2 separate regions of the Mus musculus genome follow, and region 1 is linked to region 2. The links are chromatin contacts, called in public Hi-C maps. All regions are on one chromosome and are shown on one strand. Each heading gives the region's core, a stretch centred on a gene start, on an enhancer-like site or on the middle of the called end of the contact. The rest is flanking DNA. Distances are from core to core; before and after follow the strand shown.

The links. Hi-C and Micro-C count contacts between places; a contact is called where the count stands out from the background.
Region 1: a contact with region 2 is called in a Hi-C map of cortical neurons. The contact joins the promoter of Cttnbp2nl here to the enhancer-like site in region 2. A contact is called at or near these places in 5 of 39 promoter capture datasets (3T3-L1-derived adipocytes, the HPC-7 cell line, HPC-7-derived erythroid cells and 2 more), 7 of 484 Hi-C or Micro-C datasets (the G1E-ER4 cell line, bone marrow-derived macrophages, cerebral cortex and 2 more), 3 of 115 datasets of contacts at active chromatin or transcription factors (embryonic stem cells and stem cell-derived neural progenitor cells) and 2 of 9 other capture datasets (embryonic stem cells and liver).

The regions. Positions count from the first base shown.
Region 1 is chr3:105,050,832-105,054,243 of GRCm38.p6, forward strand. It overlaps Cttnbp2nl (CTTNBP2 N-terminal like), which reads right to left and starts at 2,122. Exons shown (of 6, transcript NM_001163332.1): 1 at 2,069-2,122.
Region 2 is chr3:104,903,683-104,907,108 of GRCm38.p6, forward strand. The region is part of intron 11 of St7l (suppression of tumorigenicity 7-like); the gene reads left to right. Among named protein-coding and RNA genes, the nearest start is that of St7l, 41 kb to the left of the region's middle. Within about 2 kb of position 1,904, at least 6 of the 459 cell types and tissues checked have an H3K27ac peak or open chromatin away from gene starts, as enhancers often do. A contact at or near this core is called in cortical neurons, where this site is marked.

The DNA.
Region 1 (3,412 bases), core at 872-3,371, 150 kb after region 2:
GGAACGGGAAAGCCACCCTGGGCTACATAATCTTCAGAAACATAGCGAGACACAGTGCTCCACTCTTGATTAAATAAAACAAACCCTCCAGATCCAAAGGTATATCAAACAGGTCTTGTTTATTGTGCCAAAACATCAATGAGATTACTCTGCTTCTCCTGTTTGTCCAGGCCCTGGAAATCACTGCTCCCTGGGTCTCCTGACGTCTCCTACCTTAGTTTATTTCCCTTCTCTACTCAGGTAATGAGACACATCTTTTAGGGCTTTCCTGTTTTACTTCTAGGGTTTTTTTTTTTTTAAACCCCTGCTGCTATTTCTGGGATAATGTATCTCTCCCTCCTATGGCAATAAACTTTGTGTTTGTGGGAGAGACCCTGCATACAGTTTCTTCTTTGTGCTTCCTCTCACTACATATCTGGAAACAATCATGGAACAGATCTGCAGCCCCCTAGAGTGGCTCTGAAACCTAGGAACCTGACTACTCAAAACTAATTACCTTCAGGAAGTCTACTCAGGAAGGCTGCAGACAACAGCCACTACAATCACCCTCTCTGATTGCAACTCCGCACCTCGCCTCTATCAGCTATAAATAACCAACAGGAAAATGAACTTGAGATAAAAACTTAAAATGCTAAAAATATGGAAAAATTAATAGGTGGTACTGCTGGCCACAGATGATGACTGGAGATTCAATGACATTAATGTCAGGACAAAATCATTTGTACTTTGCAACTGCTAAAATGCCAAAGACTTTAGTAGATCTTTACAGGGACTCTACAGAGACGTGAAAATTGAATTCCCAAGGCTTTTATCTGCCCTTCTCTCTGAAACTGAAAAGTACCTTTTATTTTAATGCTTTAAATTTTGGTTGATGATGATGGTGTGCTAGACACCACCACATTACATGTATATTCGTTTCCTTTGAGGGTAAAATCCCACTATAAAAGAGGGGTGAGACAGTACTCAGAGGCCACAGGACCAGATTAATTATAAACCTAGCCAACTGAACCTGAATTTTGTTCAAATACTTCCTGTCTTTTGTTTCAACCTGCCATACACCTTCAAGGTTAACTGCAGTTTCCCTGAGCAACGGACCAGCCCACTCCAAATTGGGAGATGGGGACTCCTTCTGCAAAGGCATTTACTGACTCCTCGGCACCATTTCATTTGAAAATATGGTATTATTCAGTGACTGTCAAACAATACACACTGCATTCCTACCCACACAAGGCCAGCTCTGCTGAAAGCTAACACACCCACCTTGCTATGAAATATGCGGATGCTTCCCTACTAAGTTCTCAAGAGAAGAAACCGGGTAGAAAGCAAAATCGAAAGGCAACTCAAACCTAAAAAGCCCCTAAAAGCTGGTTTCTCCCAAAAGAAACAGAAAGGGCAAGAAAGGTACAAAGGGCGATGGGAAGAAGATAATGTATAATTTAAGCCGGGGAGCTTTCAACACTCAGAAAGAGAATACAGGATCTGGGGAGGCTGTAGGAGCAATCACAGGCTGGGGGATGGGAAGAGCTAAAAGAGGGGGAAAGGCCGCTTTGGCTGTTGGAGGTGTCTGTCTGGGTTTCGTCTTTTTTTCTCCCCCTCGCCCATCCCTCATAAGGAAAACGCTGGTTTGTGTGTGTGTGTTTAAATCTTATACAGAACCCTAGTTCTGGACCCACGCTTGCCAGCAGGGACAGATGTGGGAAAGGATGTCTGAATTCGCAGGGATCCAATATAGGGGTGGGGGCTGCAGCCTAGAAAACGGTACCCACCAGTACCACTCTGAGGCTAGGGCTGGGCAAAAGGCGACCTAGAGTGAGACAGGTCAGGAGGAGACCCCTGCTGAGGGGCGGAGGCTAGCGAGAGACAATGAACAATCGTAAAGACCCCGGAGGATGCCGCGACGCCTCCTTGGGGAATCCCGGGATCTGGAGGCGGCGGCCCCGCCCCCTAGGGGGACCATCCCTACCCCGACAGGGACTTCTGCTGAAAGCCACTCACGCTCCGGGCCAGGAGGCTCTCTCGGAGACCCGGCTCCCCCGGCACCGCAGAGCCCCGAGCCCACGCTCCGTACCTGGCCTCGGCGCTCCGGGATCCTTCCCCGCCGCCGCCTCCGCCGCCCGCTCCCCATCCCCAGCCTCCCAGGACCCGCCCCTTACCCGCCGGCGGCAGTGACAGGCAGATACCCTCGCCAATCATAGCTTTACCCTTGCGGCTCTGAAACCAATCCTCGCCGCCTGAAGGCGGGGCTTCTCCAAAGTCATCCCGGCTCCTCCTGGGGCCGCAAGATCCCTTTTGTTTGGGAGAGCCAGGCTGGGATTGAGCTGGCGTCACTTCCGGGAGGAAGTACCCTCCTCTGGTCCGCTGGAGTCTGTGCTCGCTCTGGTCTCCGCCCGGGTTCTGCAACTTTTCAGGACCCTGGGAACACCTTGTGGTGGCTTAATTGAGGGTTTATCTAAAATGTGAATAAAAGAAGTGAGTTTTAGCGTTTGTTTTCGAATTAGTATTGAAAACCTAGTAACGTGTCTTCTTTGCCCCCCCCCCCTCTCTCTCTCTCTCTCTCTCCCTCTCTCTCTCTCTCTCTCCCCCTTGGGTGTGGTGCTGGAAAGCAAGGGCGCAAGACCATCTTCTTTACCACATCACACTATGTACACAAAGGGAGACGCTGGGGTGGAAGCACCTGGTAGAGAGCATAACCCCTACCGACTTGCCTTTCAGGGCAAAGCCAAATAGCTGCAAACTTACCTGGTGTTTCCCCACACTGTGCTTGCCATTCATGTATGTGGGGGGCTATTTTATATGTTTGGGCCCCGTCATACCGTGGACCATGCATTTGTAACGAAGCCGAAACGGAACAGTAGGATGAGGGGAAATGGCTGGCCTCTTGAGCACAGGAATGCAGATCTTAGTGATAGAAACAAGACCTGGAGGGAAGAGATTGCACTCTACCATACATAGCCTGCACTTCAGCACCACAAGTGACTGAACTGTTTAAATAGCCGCATTGCTTTAAAGAACTTGTAACACGTACATATAAGAACTCAAGTATTTGAGTGCACAAGTAACATATTACGCGGAATACATTATTCCTAATTTTCACAATATTCAGCAAGAGACTATTAGGGACACACACACACACACACACACACACACAAAAAGCCCTCTGCTCATGGTTCTCAACCTGTGGGTCACGACCCCCTAGACAACCATTATAAAAATATCTACATTACAATCTAGAACAGCAAAATTACAGTTATGAAGTAGCAGCGTAATTATGTTTGAGGGAGTCACTATAACATGAGGAACTGTATTAAAGGACAGTAGCACTAGGAAGGTTGAGAACCACTGCCCTAGGCAAACAGCCCTCGAGACAGGTACAGTTTACAGTCTGGGTAAAGAGATACCCAGCCCAAGTAAT
Region 2 (3,426 bases), core at 654-3,153:
GCTGTGGGTGCTCGCTATTCCTGACTCTCAGCTGGAAGAGAGCAAGCATAAAGGGCGTTGGGGGATTTCCCCTCAGACTTCAACTGTGGGGTGTAATAACTTAGTTAACCAATGGAAGAGTGTCATTCAGTACATACATACATTTCAATTTTCTTTTGCCTTACAAATTTATTATGCAACTTTGTCAAATAGTTCCATGAGTCTTAGCAGTAAAATGACAGGGGATAAAAGTGTTTACGCAGAAACTATTTTCTGGCAACTCTCCACATAACAGAATGTCTATAGGTCTAGAGCTATGCTGTTTGTTAAAGCTGGAAGCTGTTAGATGTCCGACAGGAAGATGATATAAATCTCTTCAGGCTATGGATTTGCTTTGAGGTATTTCACTAATATTGATGATTTATATAGATTTTTTTCCTATTGAATGTATTTCACTATGTGATAACTATGATGTTGTATCAAAGTAAAATAGTATATTTTCATTGGTTTTGACTTGTTCTTCATTACCTGGCTATGGCTTCAGTTCAACAAAAATTATTTTCCAAGTCACTGAAAAAGATTCTGTGTCTTTTAGCTACTATAGGAATAGTCAAATTTTTTATTTTCAGTAGAAATTATTTCATCTAATCTAACTATCCCACAGAATTACGTTTTATTAGTTTTTACTCTCATATTCTTTATTTATTTTTATGTGTATGGGTATATTGATTGTATGCATGTCTGTTTATCATGTGTGTGGCTGATGCTTATAGACTTCAGAAGAGGGTGTTGGATCTCCTGGACCTGTTCTTATAGACAGCTGTGAGCTGTCCTGTGGGTAGTGGGAATCAAGCCCTGGGCCTGGGGAAGAGAAGCCAATACTGCTGAATCTCTCATCTGTTACCCAACCGTAAGATAGTGTCATTGTTTTTATTGAGATAATTCATATAATTTACTCTCTTAATGTACATAGCATTCTGACGTGATCACATGACTATAAAATCATTACCACTATCTAATTCTAGAGCATATTCATTAGTCCAGTAAAATGTATGGAGTCACTTCTTTCTCTTCTACCTTTACATAGGTTCCAAGGATTGAACTCAGGCCACCAAGCTTGTGACAAGTCCCCTTTACATGATGAGCCATCTGACTGACACTGATAATTATTATAAATTAAGTATATTATCAACTTATGATACAGCAATTCTCCAAGGTATATACACAGGAGGTCTGAATGCCTATGTTTACCAAAAGGCTTGGGCACGAGTGCACATAACGATGCCAAAGTGAAAACAACCCAATTGCTCATCAACAACACAAGCAAACTGCAGTGTAGTCCACAGTGGAGAAGAGAACTTGTGATATGAGAAAAATACGGATGAAGCCCAAAAGTATAGTTCAGAAATGAGGGTTCCATTGGCAGGACATTCAAGAAAGGGCAGGGAGTAGTCTGTGGTGGCTGAAATGTCTCTTGCCTTTGGGATATGTAATTAATAGCAGAGGAGAGCTTTCTGAAGTGAAGACAATAACTCTGAAGCTAAATGCAGCTGTTGCTTGACTGCATTTGTTGAAAGTCACTGACCTGCATGTAGAAGATATGTGTATTTTAAATTATAGTTTAATGAAGCAGAAAGAATCAGACTCATGATGAAAACATTGTAAAAGTTCCATGCCTTCTTAAAAATGCAATAGTATATTATATAGTTAGTGTGGTATTTTAGTGTCAATCTCTAGTACTGATGACTGTGGTCAGGATCTCTATTTGTGCTGGCCAGTGCATATGTCTTCTTGATACACACTAGGACCATCTTGGAAGAAGGAGTCTTAATCGAGAAAATGCCAGTTGTCTTGGAGGCAAGTCTGTAGGGCGTTCCGTGGTTGATAACTGATGTGGGAGAGCCAGCTTCCGTGTGGGTAGTGCTGCTTCTGGGCAGGTGGCCCTGGTGAAATAAGAAAGAAGACTGAGCAGATTATGAGGAGCAAGCCAGGAACAGCTTTCCTCTGTGGCTTTTGCCTCATTCCTGCACTATTTTCAGTTCCTGCTTTGATTTCCTCCAGTAATTGACTGTTACCTGGATGTATAAGAGGAAATAAAACCCTTTGCTCCACCAGTTGCTTTTATTCATGGTCTATCACAGCAATATATACCTAACTAAGGCACTACTCTGCTTCGGATTCATTATCTCATTTTGTTTGATCTGTTCCTTCATGTACTCTTTCCACATGACTATTATTCTGTGCTTACGCTTTACCACGTAAGAGCTTGGGGATTGCTTGGAATAAGGGACAAAGTAAACATAGTAATGAGAGGGTTAACAGTTAACCAATTTCAACTAGTTAACACTCTGAGGACAATTTATTTGTGTGCTACTGGAGAAGCCCTTGGGGTTAGAGAGAAGTAGAACATTTGAGAAGGTAGGAATGACGGTGTCAAGGCAGGAGGATCTTGAATTAGAGGCTTGTCTGAGCTATAAATGGACACCCTGCCCCAAAACCAAGGCAGGAGGATCTTGAATTAGAGGCTTGTCTGAGCTATAAATGGACACCCTGCCCCAAAACAACATATGGCTGAGGATATTCCTCACTCATTCGAGTGCCTAGCAGGAATATACTCTTAGGGAAAACTGTGCCTGTGACGGCCCATGCCTGCAATCTTGGTGATTGCCTTGATGAATCAGACCTTTCTTTATTAAAGTATACTTTGAAATGCACTGATCACCAATTGAAAGGTCATCCATAGCTACATAGCAAGTTTGAGCGGCCAGTCTGGGATAAAACCTCGTCTCAAAAAGCAAATAAATAATAAAAATAAAACAAATATAAAATCTTTAATACATTTCTGTATTCTGGGCACATATCTAATAATATTACATCTACAGCTTTTAAAAGTTATTTTCCCATATAGCTGTTTTTTAGAATTATCTTTCCAAGAAAGCAGACCACATCTGAAATTTTCTGTAAGTACAAGAGAAGTTTTAAAAATATATTTATACATAGAAAGTAAATCCTTTCTGAGTCTGGCATGGTGGTATATTCCTGTAATCTCAGCACACAGAAGGCAGAGGAACTGGTTATCTGTTACTTCTAGACAGTCAGAGCTACATGGTAAAACTCAATCTCAAAAAAGTCAAAAACAAAAGAACAAAGTAAAATCCTTGGTGGTTGAACAGAAATTGAATCCTGTATGATGCTCTGAGTTTCATGCAATGAGATGGTTATACCTTTAGTTTGTATTTTGTTGGCTAAATATATATTAGCAGCATATATAAAACAAGACAAAGAGGCATGGAGTTGAGATTCTGGGAAGTGGTGTTGAATTCTACTGTCCAAATTTACAGCACAGTGAGACGGTTGTCTTTCCTTATAGTGCTGTGTGGCCTAAGTGGGAGTGGCAGGCTATGGAATCTTATCATTGGCACTGTAGGGTGATGTAGAAAGGAATTT